Regions from separate parts of the Mus musculus genome. Here region 1 is linked to region 2. The links are chromatin contacts, called in public promoter capture Hi-C maps. All regions are on one chromosome and are shown on one strand. The core of a region is the stretch at or near the end of the contact, and the rest is flanking DNA. Distances in the headings are between cores, read along the strand shown. Region 1 holds the start of Jmjd4 (jumonji domain containing 4). Region 2 holds the start of Guk1 (guanylate kinase 1).

What was found. Promoter capture Hi-C pulls out the DNA fragments that hold promoters and counts their contacts.
Region 1: a contact with region 2 is called in a promoter capture Hi-C map of embryonic stem cells. The contact joins the promoter of Jmjd4 here to the promoter of Guk1 in region 2. A contact is called at or near these places in 11 of 39 promoter capture datasets (the 3T3-L1 cell line, the C10 cell line, the HPC-7 cell line and 5 more), 2 of 115 datasets of contacts at active chromatin or transcription factors (bone marrow-derived macrophages and embryonic stem cells) and 3 of 9 other capture datasets (adipose tissue, embryonic stem cells and liver).

What each region holds. Positions count from the first base shown.
Region 1 is chr11:59,447,978-59,453,958 of GRCm38.p6, reverse strand. Jmjd4 (jumonji domain containing 4) reads right to left here and starts at 3,914. Exons shown (of 6, transcript NM_178659.6): 1 at 3,447-3,914; 2 at 3,119-3,284; 3 at 314-448; 4 at 1-167. The coding sequence starts at 3,714. Snap47 (synaptosomal-associated protein, 47) reads left to right here and starts at 3,925. Exons shown (of 5, transcript NM_144521.3): 1 at 3,925-4,044.
Region 2 is chr11:59,187,547-59,193,410 of GRCm38.p6, reverse strand. Guk1 (guanylate kinase 1) reads left to right here and starts at 1,459. Exons shown (of 8, transcript NM_008193.3): 1 at 1,459-1,660. The coding sequence starts at 1,600.

The sequences.
Region 1 (5,981 bases), core at 2,665-5,164, 260 kb before region 2:
ACAGGTGGGTGTCCAGGAGCTCAGTGGAAGTCACATCATAGGGCAGGTTACCATGGCAGTCCCGGAGGGCTTCCTCCTCGCCTGGCGGGAAGAACAACCATTTCTTCTTCCCACAGATGTTGACTGACCAGCTGAAGGAGCGGAAGATGTCTGCATGGAAGGGAGACCTACAGCAAGGGCTTTTGGTTTGTGTCTTGTGGAGTTCTGCAGGGAGCCTGTTTACTTATTTTTGATAGGACTCTAGGCAAATACCCCAGATAGCCACACCTCCCATCTCACCTTCACCAGGTATCCGTGTCCCTTCTGTTCTTACCAGGTGCCCCTGGGGCCTGCATAGACAAAACGATAGTCATCCACATTGAGGACGTCCCAGAACTCATTCAGCCAGTCTGACGAGAAGTACACGGGCAGGGTGAATATGTCTTCCAAGTCATTCACCAAGGAGTCTCTGTGGAGAGCACAGGAGCTAGCACAGGAGTCCACTCTTTACCCCACCCAAGCAGGTGCACCCCCATCTAAGAGGGCCACCTAAAATCACCCAGTGCTAGTGGACTTGCTCAGTTCAGAATGCTGAAGATGACTCTGGGGACACCCCAGCTTAACCACCCCACTTAGGCAGTAGTCACTGAGCCTCAGAGCACATGGTGAGCATCAGTCCAGGGAGCTACAGGCCTCCCCCTTTTCTTCACCAACACTTCAGAGCCTAATGGTACCTGGCATCTGCAGGCTGCAGCCCCAAGTGTGAGAGTCTCAAAACCCATCAATGGGCCTCCAAATGATGGATTACACTAACACCATCCTTAAGGGAGATTCTGGGAAAAAAACTTCTAGATTCATCTGCCTATAACTCCCAACAAAAGACAGAGATGGCCAGAACCCTAGTAGCAACAAATTATCTGTAGGTCCCCAAACATCAGGATCCTTTGCCTTTGCACATGTAGCAAACTCATTCATCTTTTAAATTCTCAGGTATGGCTTCCTCTGCGGCCTCCTGATTATGCAATGCTACGCCTTCTGCCCTTTCTGGCTTCAGGTTCTAGACAAAAGTACAGTCAAACACTATTTCAAATGGACAATTTTCTAGCATAAATATGCCAGTGTAATATTTGGTAAATACTTATACCAGCAGCATCAAAGCAAGCAAACAAAAAAGACCAAAAAGCTGGGTGTGGTGGCGCACGCTTTTAATCTCAGCACTCGGGAGGCAGAGGCAGGTGGATTTCTGAGTTCGAGGCCAGCCTGGTCTACAGAGTGAGTTCCAGGACAGCCAGGGCTATAAAGAGAAACCCTGTCTTGAAAAACCAAAAAAAAAAAAAAAAAAAAGTTTACCTAAAATTCCAAGCTACTACACACAACAGTATTAGGGCCTGTGTTAAGGTTTGCTCTGTTGCTAAAGTCTGTACCCTAAGGTCTAGACCTAGGAGTGAATTCTCAGTTACCAGCTCTTGTTGTGCAAACCTTGTTCCTTAATTTAAAACTATTGATTAAATAAAAATGGCTATGGCCAATTACTGGAGAAATTAGAGGTAGGCAGGGGTGGGAGGGTTTAGTTACCTGGTTGAGCATGAGAAAAAAGGAAAGAACGAGGAGGTGAGGAGAAGGCGCCATGAGAGATGGCCCTTGAGCACATGGCCGGGGGAAACATCACGCACTTGGGGAACACCACTGGGGGTGTAGCCAGGCCACGGTTAGAAAAGTAGAACAGGGGTTTCCCCCAGCAATTATCAAAGCTAAATAAAAAAACCACAGTCTGAGTATCATTTATTTGTACACTAGTGGGGATAAGCTTAAATTGGTTGTACTACAGGCCTGTGAGTCTGTTTCTGCCACGATGAGATCCAGGACGTGTGTCTGGTCACACTTTACCCAGCTCCTGCTCTGGGCCCACAGAAGTAGCATGGCAGGGTAGCTGGAAGCTGGTGTTTCTCTTGCATCTGGTCAGTTATGGGAACTGCAGGGGCCTGAATTCCATCCCACTCTACAGTTCAGAGCCTTATTGCGCACACAAATGATACAGGAATTCAACTGTTCATTGGTTCACTCAATGTTACACTGTGCCTTTTGCTGGGGGTCTGAGTACAATGGTCTGTACTTGTGAAAGGGACGTCAGGTAGAGGAAAACACACAGTCGCAGGGTCACCATGGAAAAGGGTAATGCTCTTCCCAAAGAGAGCATCACGTGAGCTGGGTCTTAGGGACAGCCCAAACTCCTGAGATGTAGGGAGCGCCTCGGCTTATGATGGCCTTACGTACTGACATGTCCAAGCTGAAAATACCATAAATGTCAAAACATACTAACAGTATGTGTTTATATGCTCACAACCTTAGCATTCCCAGTTCCAAAAGGAAAACACAACAGTGTGCCTAAGTGCATGACTACCGTAGCTTAGCACAGCAACAGAGCACACTGTAAAGGTGTGATCATTTTAGTAGATCCGGGGGTTTAGATGGAGGTTATGGCTTCTTGACCCTGTCCATCATTGAGAGAGAAGGGTGGGAGATGAACAGACCATATATAGCTAGCCTGGGAAGACACCATAATTCAAATTTTGAAGTAGTTTCTACTGACTGCAATGCATTCTTGCTCCAGCAAGACGTCAAAAATCTCCTAAGTAAAGCTGTCACAAGATGCTGTGTGAGAAAAGTGGAAGCTGATAAGGGAGAGTATTGAATGTGTCTTTAAAGAGTAAAGGGGTTTCCAAAGTGGGACAAGAGTGGTTGCGGAAAGGTCACTTGTCCCTTTAGAGAGCTTAGAATGGCCCAGGGGATGGCAAGAATCCCCAGAGCAATCGTAGAAGGAACAAGCGTCCTCTCAGTGGGGTTGCAGAGAGGACAGCCCCAGAGGATCTGAGATACCAGCTCAAAAATACAGAAGAGGAAGGAGACACCAGGCCGCCTGTACCCATACAAGATGTACGAAAGACTTACCTTCCCCATAATAGTCTACCTGGCTCGCTATGTTGATCTCCCCACATCTTCGCATCAGTTCTGTGATACACATTAGAACTCTGCTGTAGAGGTAGCCCCTCTGAGTGCAGTGGGCGTGCTCCACCTGGACTGGCTGCACTAGCTGCTTAGGGTAAGTGCCCAATGGCCATGCGCCGTCCTGTCTTATTACCTGCACAGATGCCAGTCCTTGAGGTAGAGGCAGCCCCGCGAAGAGGAGTAACTCCCTTGGATGTAGTCCTTCCAGTAACTGATATAGTCGCGGAAGGACATGTGCTCCTTGGGGTTTGAATTGTATTCTCGCACTCCACAGTTGGCAACCGGTACAACCGCGTCTCCTGCAGCGAGAGAGTCAGCACAGAAATGGCAGAGTCATACACGTAGTTCACCATCTTGGGGTCCGGCCACCCTCTGGCCGAATTATCCAGACTCCACTAGTCTGTCCGGCCCCGGCCGCCCTCCCATGCCGGGGTCTATACCTCCCGTCTGCGCCCTCCTACCATACTTCTGCTGCAGATACTCGAAGTCAGGCTTTCCCTCCGAGGTCACCCAGCGCCGCCTGCTGCCCCAGCCCTCGGTGAAGGCGCTAGAAAACACGCAGGGCAGGTTAGGCAGCAGGAAGCCCTTCACGAAGTCAGCATAGGAGAAGGCGTTCGGGGTCTGAATGAAGGTCACGCCGCTGGGTGTGGGGCCGCCACCGCCGCTAGGGACTGGGTCTCGGAGGTCCCGGTAGTACCGCTCGGCAAAGGTGCGTGTCTCCCGATCCATCCACCGGGAAACCTGACCCCAGAGGCCCAGTCCGGCTTCTCGCTACACCCCAAATAGGGACCGGAGGCTGAGAAACCCCCTAAAATCAGCTCGGAGTGGTAACCACAGAGAAAGAGCCCGGAACGAAAAGCCACAGGTGCGACATTCCAGCAGGAACGCGGGCCTTGGGGCTCCCAGGGTGTGCGCGTGCGCGCCTACGCGGCCCCGCCCTCTCGCGCAGGCGTACAAGCGCTCGCCGAGTGGCTGACCTGCTCCCCAGCTGCTGGCGTCTCTGTCTGGTGGTCCAGTGGAGCGTGCCATTGCGTCTTCTGCGTGCTCCTCTTGCCTCAGGTGAGCTGCTACCGCGCAGCTAGCCAGTACCGGAGCCCGCCACCGACACAGGAGATGAACATCAGTCTCAAACCTCAAAGGATGACTGGGTCCTGAGAGGATGCTGGGGCGCAGAGCGGGCGGTCAGGATCCGCGGGGGGTGGGGCGGCGGGGTGGGGGTGGGGCGGCGGGTGGGGGTGGGGCGGCGGGGTTGGGCGGCGGGGTGGGGGGTGGGGGTGATGTTCCCGAGTGTCTTGGATAGATTGTGGAGGAACCTTTTAAAGGATTGTGATGTTTCCTTAGAAATAGAACGAGGAAAAATTAAAAGGAGAAAATGAGCTTTTTTGGGGGGCGGGGGGGGGGAGATGCTGAGGTTCAGGTAGAGAGGTATGTATGCATTGGGAAGAGGGGAAGGATAGAAACGAGGCGGAGGAGGGTTGTTTGGCCAAACTCGCCTGTTGTGGCCTTTATCGTGACGCTTGTCTGGAGCTGTGTTGCGGCTAGGTCATGGTAGAGATGACAGCTCATAGAGAAATTCAAGTGACGAGAAACATCGATGCCAGGACTCGTGGTGCACGCCTATAATCCCAGTATTGGGGATGCTGAAACGGAAAGGTTCCGAGGTTCTAAGCCAAAATGAACCACAAATCATGACTTAGCTCCAAAAGAAAAAAAGCCAGGTTACAATAACAACAACAATAAAACCCCAACGCACCCAGAATTCCATTCACGTGTAATCACTAACTCTGGTATTGAGCCAGTTTTTTCCAGGTATGCATGTGTTTATACATTTTATCCCTGTTACCCCCTCCCTCTCTTCCCTCTTTTCCTGCATTGGCAGCATGTTATATTTGGAAACACCATTTTAGATTTTTTAAAATCTCCTCCTACAATTGGCCTACAATTCTTAAAATTCCTGGACAGGTTGAGTTGATAAATGCCATTTTGCATGCTAATGAGTCCAACACCATCCAACAGCCAGTAGGGTAGATTCCAGATGGAATGGCTCACTGAAAGACCTGAGTAGGATCAGAGGGTGGGGACTTTGAACCCAGCCCTCAGCTTCTAGGGCTAAAGGTTGAGTGGGTCATCAGTGGTCAGTGTCTCATCAGTCATGTCCACAGCATCCCTAGAAGACCCATTCAGAGGATCCTATGTGCTTAGGGAGGTGAGGGCTGGTTCTTCTTAGAAGTTGGTGGTTTTCTGAGTAATACGAGCTTCTAGGGGAACTCCAAACCAAGGAGGACCTCTGGAACCCTGCTTTCTAGGTGCTGGCCATCAGAGTGGTACTACAACCTGGGCTTGCATCTGCACCAATGTAGGGACATCTTGGGAGACAGAACCCCACCCTTGGGACCTAATATGATCTTGAGGCAGACATTTGTCAGAGCTGAACTGAATTAAGGACATTCTTCCTCTGGTGTTCACTGATAAGGACCCTTTTAGGGTCCCAGAATCCTGTACTGACTAGGACATGAGAGTAGAGGTAAAATATGTAGTTTGTTTTGTTTTCTGGGAAAGTATGAAACCCAGTTAGGAATTACTTCTTTGCTTGAGTATCTAAGACCATTGTCCACGAGCAAGAAAGAGGTCAGGGCCAGCAGGTAGGTATATATGCTCTCAAGAGCTCTGGGGCAGCGTAGCCTGTGGCACTGTAATGGGAACATGAGCCCTTGTGCCCTGTGTAGTTAGTGCTGTAATCCTGGTCTTCACATGATAGCTGGCCTCTGGGTGTTAGTAACAGAGCCGATTATGTGAGGCCTGGCGAGAGGCCCGAAACCCAGGTGTGTGCCCATGAAGTTGCCTCTCCTACCTCCAGCTGGGAAGTGCTGGTGATGCACATCCCCAGCCCACACAGACCTATGGAAACTGCGCATCCTGGGCAGAGCCACCCCAGAAGAAAACAGGAAAGGATTGGAATTGGCACCCTGGGGAGGGGAGGGGAGGTGGAAACACTG
Region 2 (5,864 bases), core at 210-2,709:
GACCTTCGGAAGAGCACTCGGCGCTCTTAACCCCTAAGCCATCTCTCCAGCCCCCTGTGTAATATTTTTAAGAGTAAAATTAGGCAAAGATATTTCTTATAAAGTCAGTACATTTTCCAAGGAATCTCATGTGCACTTCCTTCACTGCCCCTCTAGATCACCTCGAAGCTCAGGACTTCTCTCCAAAAAAAGCTTTTGGAAAGAACTGATACTTAACTCAACTGTGCTGCCCACTTTACTGCAATTCTTTAATAAGTTTGTTTTATTTAAGACAGGGTCTCCCTATGTAACCTTGATTGGCCTAGAGCTAACTATGTAAATGGAACCTGTCCTGAATGTTCTAAAGGTCGGCCTACCTCTACTTCCAAGTGCTGACATTAAAGGTGTGTGCCACCACATTGGGCTTATTTTTCTTTTATCTCCTGAATTAAAGACAACTTCAGCATTCTCTGAGATCTTTGCCTTCCCGTTTCTTTCTTTCTTTTTTCTTTTTTGTTTAAGATTTATTTGTTTGTTTGTTTATTTATTTATTTATTTATTTATTTATTTATTTATTTATTTATTTATTTATTTATTGTAAGTACACTGTAGCTGTCCTCAGACACTCCAGAAGAGGGAGTCAGATCTCGATACGGATGGTTGTGAGCCACCATGTGGTTGCTGGGATTTGAACTCCTGACCTTCGGAAGAGCAGTCCGGTGCTCTTACCCACTGAACCATCTCACCAGCCCCTGCCTTCCAGTTTCTTGAAGTAACTTATTTAAAAAATACTTTGGGGAGCCACAATAGTACATACTTTTGTTTGAGATGGGGTTTTTCTGTGTACCCTGGCTGTCCTGGAACTTGCACTGTAGACAAGGCTGGCCTTGAACTCAAAGATCCATCTGCCTCTGCTTCCCTTGGTATACATCTTTTTATTACCGGCATTTGGGAGGTAGAGGTAGATGGCTCTCTGGGAGTTTCCAGACAGTCAAGACTACATAGTAAGACCCTATCTAAAAAACTAAAAGACTTAAAATTAGGTGTATGTGTCTATGTGTTTGGGTAAGAGTACATGAGTGCAGGTGATGCGCCTGCCCAACCTGAGTGCTGGGAACTGAATCTGGGTCCTCTGGAAGAATAAATAGCACGTGCTAGCCGCCTCTTGAAATGATTTAACAGTTAACCGGCTAACCCGAAAATGTAACTAAACGGATTCGAAGCTGACTTCTGATGTGTTCCTCTCAGGGTCTTTGTAAATTGGTAGGGTTTGAGCCTAGGGAAAGAAAGGAGGGTACGGAAAAGGGCGGAGTTTGGAGAAGAAACAACGAAGAGAAGTGGGCGTGGTCGTCGGGGAGAACCGCGCAGTGCGCCTGTGCATCATCGCGGCCCCCCCCCCCCCCGTTGGGCTGAGGTGTGGCTGTCGCTTGGGGGCCGTGACAAGGCGGGATTTAATGTGGTGTAGGTGGGGCCGGCGAGGGAGACGTAATGTCAGCGGGCAAAGGTGGGACGTGGCCGGCGCTGGTGCTTTGCGTACTCGGTGTGCGTAGCCATGCCGCCCTCCGGTGTGTTCCGGTGGGCCGGCGCGCCGCTGTGACGTAGTCCTGCGGGCGGTCCCTGATGCTGCGGCGCCCGCTGGTCGGGCTGGCGGTGGCCGCCCTGGGTCGGGTCCCCGCGGACGGTGAGTGCGCTGGTGGCTGGTTGTCTTCGGAGTGGGACTTGTGGCAGCATATTTCCCTTGCGTGCCGTCTCCATCTTGTGGGGATGCCGGGTGAACGTGTTTCTCGGGACCCCAGAACGACAGGGATGGGCACGCGGAGTCCCAGCCACCAGCAGATCGGTGCAGCATGAGCCTAGTCTGCGCTCTTCCTCTGTTCCCTACCCAGCCGGCGTCCTGGGTAGGCTCAAGCACATGGCTTTACTCCTGAGCCATTGCGGGCGTTGGACTTCAGTGCCTGCAGATGGTGCAGGCCCTGCAGACTATTAGGATTTGGCTTGTCCCGATTTGTTTTGTTTTAGAAAAAAATATTAATCTGCCTTTGGGCTTATTATTCTCAGGCATCGTTTTATCCAACGTGGAAGTGGGCGGGGTTCGTTCTGGTGGTGCCTGGAGGTGGAGCAGGTGACATTAGCTCCGCGGTATCTGAGGAGAGAGGGAGAAAGCAAGTAAATGACTGGTCAGCCTTTGATAGGCTCCAAGGAGAGAAAGAAGAATGCAGTTTGTTTCTGTGGGTGCTCCTTCAGTTCACCTTGCAGGAGGTCATAGGCTAGTTATGAAAGCGACTACTAAAGTTGTTTCCCTTTCTCGTCTGTCTTGACAAACACAAAATATCCAGGAAACATGATGTAATTGGAAAAGAAAAGGCAGAAGGGGATGTGAGAGGAAAGAGCCCAGGCGACAAAGAAGGAAAGTTAGAGTAGGGTTGAGCTCTTGGGAGGCAGCCATATGAGCAAGGCTTCTTGTATCCCTGACTCTTCTGGTTGGGACTTAATCTTCCCTGTCCCATCCTGTCCTGTCCCCATCCTCCCTGATTGCATGTGATGGTGTCTGTCTTCCTTCCTTCCTTTCTTTCTTTCTTTCTTTCTTTCTTTCTTTCTTTCTTTCTTTCTTTCTTTCTTTCTTTCTTTCTTTCTTTCTTTCTTTCTTTCAAGATTTATTTATTATCTATAAGTACACTGTCTCTTTCTTCAGACACACCAGAAGAGGGCATCAGATCCCATTACAGATGGTTGTGAGCCACCATGTGGTTGTTGGGATTTGAACTCTGGACCTCTGGAAGAGCAGTCAGTGCTCTTAACCACTGAGCCATCTCTCCAGCCCCGGTCCCTATCTTTCTTGATTCTGCTTCTGCTGGTCCCTAGTCTTCCCTGCCCTGCCCTACCCATTCCCTGCCTACACGTCCTGGGCCTCAGTTTCCTTTGCTCTACCCTGTCCCCCATCCTCCTCCACCGTTCAGTCTTCCCTGACCCTGTAAAGCCTTGGTGTCCCTTCTGCACGATCGAGCAGATGACAAACTGTGCAGTGTCCTAGGGTCTTTCCCCTTTATCCTCGTTGGGTTCTGAGCCCTTTTTCCTTTATGTTCCCTCTACCTCATGATTCCTGGCCAAGGAATCAGCCCGTTCCTTTTTGTCCTTGCTGGGAAGAGACACAAACGAAGATGGGCAGCACCAGGAAGGTGCAGCAGGCTGTCCGTGGTTGGCTGCTGCTCCTCCACCTCTTTGTTGGGAGGCCGTGGTAGGTCCATCTGGCTCAGAGGAATAAGATTGAAAATGCTTTGGCTGCTCTGGCTGCTGCTGTTGGAAGAGGTGCCTAAGTCCTGGGGGCTCAGGGCTCGGGTGTGTCACTCATGTCTGCCTAGCGCTGTTTGTCTTGGAGGACTAGTAGTTCTTCTCCTTCCTGGAAGGGCCTGCTCTTCAGTTGACAGGAGGGAGGTGATGGTTGTGACAGATTTCCAGTCCTAGAGGCCTGAGGTATAGATTGGAAGAGGATGTATAGGAAGTTTTGTCTAGGACGTCCCAGCAGAGCATGTTCCCTCCAGTGCTCCTATGAAGTCGCTTGAATCTTGGCTTGTTTTACAATTAGGGGCTTGGGGCTCTTTGTCAGGCAGTTGAAGTTTGGGACTGGGAAAGCTGAAGAGATAGGGGTCCAAAGTTTCTTCAGTGGTCTCCCCAAAGGAAGTTGCTTCTATCCACCACACACTTCTGTAAATGCTAGGCCAAAGACTATATCTATAATTTCTGACATAAGCTGTGGCCCTGTGGAGATGTAGTAATGGTCTTGTCACCTGGCTACTGGTGAGAGAGAGCCCCTCCTTCAGTGGGCCTGGGGATTTCCCAGGTCCATACTAGTCCTGCCTGGCCCACACTCTCCTTGCTGTCTGCCACTGTACCACACGGCTAGCTAACTAAGGTCATCTGGTGTAGTCTTTGTAGATCCAAGCAAGTGTAGTGTCATAGAAGGTCACCGAGGGCTGTCAGAGATCCATGAGCTGTATGTGCCAAGGGATACCTGCTGGGACTTTGCAGAACCAAGGTGTGAACAGGATGGCACTTGGAGAGATGTCTTCCCGTCACTTGTGGTTTAGCAACAAGACAGAACTTACACACTGTGACTCCTGAAAGAGGGCTTGGGAGTTAGGTACCTCAGTGGGGAAGCAGTCTGGGTGTGCAGCAGTGTGCAGAGCTGGGTAGGAGTCAGCTGTCTGATGTGGGTCTGCATGCACATGCACTGCATGCTAGTGTCCTCCTTCCTGCTGCCTGGTCATGGCCTACAGGGTACAGGGTTAGGACAGGTGAGGGCTCCTGTAGTCCCAGAGTTGAGGATTTCGGGCTGGATTGTGGGTGACGCCAGCTCATTCCTAGAGCTGGAAGCAGGTTATATAGCCTGTACCTATAAGCAGGTTATAGGTACAGGCAGCTCCATTGCTGACGGGATGGCAGATCATCTTTCCCAACCAGGCTTGTCCCTAATACATGGCTTCCTAGAGGCTCTCCTCCCTGGGATCCTTTTCTCAGAAGCTTTCTTACCTTGTGCGTTTTGGAACATCTCTCTTAGCTTTGGTTCTCCTGTGTTTTCAATGTGTGGGATACACCTATGTGGTGAGCCTCTCCGAGCCCCACGTGAGCACTGCCTTGAGCTCCTTTGACGCTCAAGGGAACCAACAGCTCCAGAAATGGCTGTTTGCAAAGTGCAGATGTAGAACCCATATTGGCAGCTGCAGGTCACAACCTGTGCCCTCACAGGGCATCTGAGGCTGTGCAGCACCTTGGGGCACTCTCTGCCTGAGTGCCTGATACAGACAGAGGGGAAGGAGCTTCGCAGGAGCTGGGCTGTGTGGTTTGCAGCGCACACCCTAAGGCCAGGCCACGGTGGAAGCAGCAGGGCTGGCTCGATGACTAGGGAAAGGGATGCCTATGCCAATGAGAAGTTGGTGTTGAGTTGGGTGGGCTGGAGCCCGGAAGGAAAGGGCATAGAGTGGTCAGTGTGATTGGCCGGTAAGCATTCTGGAGAAAGGCAGAAGGGAGCAGATTTATTGAGAGGCAGCACTGGTGATCCTTGGTAAATTTCCCTAGGTCCCTTTTCTGTCTTTTTGATAGGTGGTCTTATGTTCTTCTCAGGGACAAGTGCATGTGCGCATGTGTGCATCTTCATTGTACGTGTGTGGCATGCATGTGCATGCACGTGTACCCTACATACAGTACTTGTGTTTCTGTGGGATAGAATCTGATAGAATACCAGCAACACTGCTTTTGTAAGATTACTTCATGGCCTACATTGGGGATTAAGAACACAATTCCTCTCTAAGCTGGTGCCCTTCCTGTAGCCTGTGTCTTTAAGTCAAAGGTGCTTGGGTTGACAGACAGCAGCTCCCCAATACCCTCCCTGGTCTCCCTCTGCCTAGACCTCAGAAGAGAGCAGCAGCTCAGGTCTCTCAGTACTCAGTGCCGGGGTGGCTCTTCCTGGTCTCCCGGTGCACTCAGATGCTGACCTGGTTGTTTGAACAGGTGTAGGCGCAGATCTCGGGAGCAGGACAAATAACTGCCCCATCCTTCCTGCAGAGTGGGAGGACAGGGCTGATGTCACAGTGCAGGCAGGGCTGGTGCCCGAGGGATTTATTGCTCAGAAGGGCGGGGTATAGGCTTGGCAGAGATTAGTCCCCCTAGCCCTCAGTGCAGAGCAGCCATTGACTCTTCCCAGGCTACCATGGAGGCTGCAACACATCAAGTAGGTGGGTGCCATCCTGGGGAGTCAGGAGGGCCTTTATAGACGGGGTTCTTGACGTGTAACTGACCTGCTCAGACTCCTGGCTGGAGGACCACAGCTGACAGTGAGGTGGGGCTGTGTCTGCTCAGGCATGAGCCTGGAAGCAGGGGGATCAGCTGGT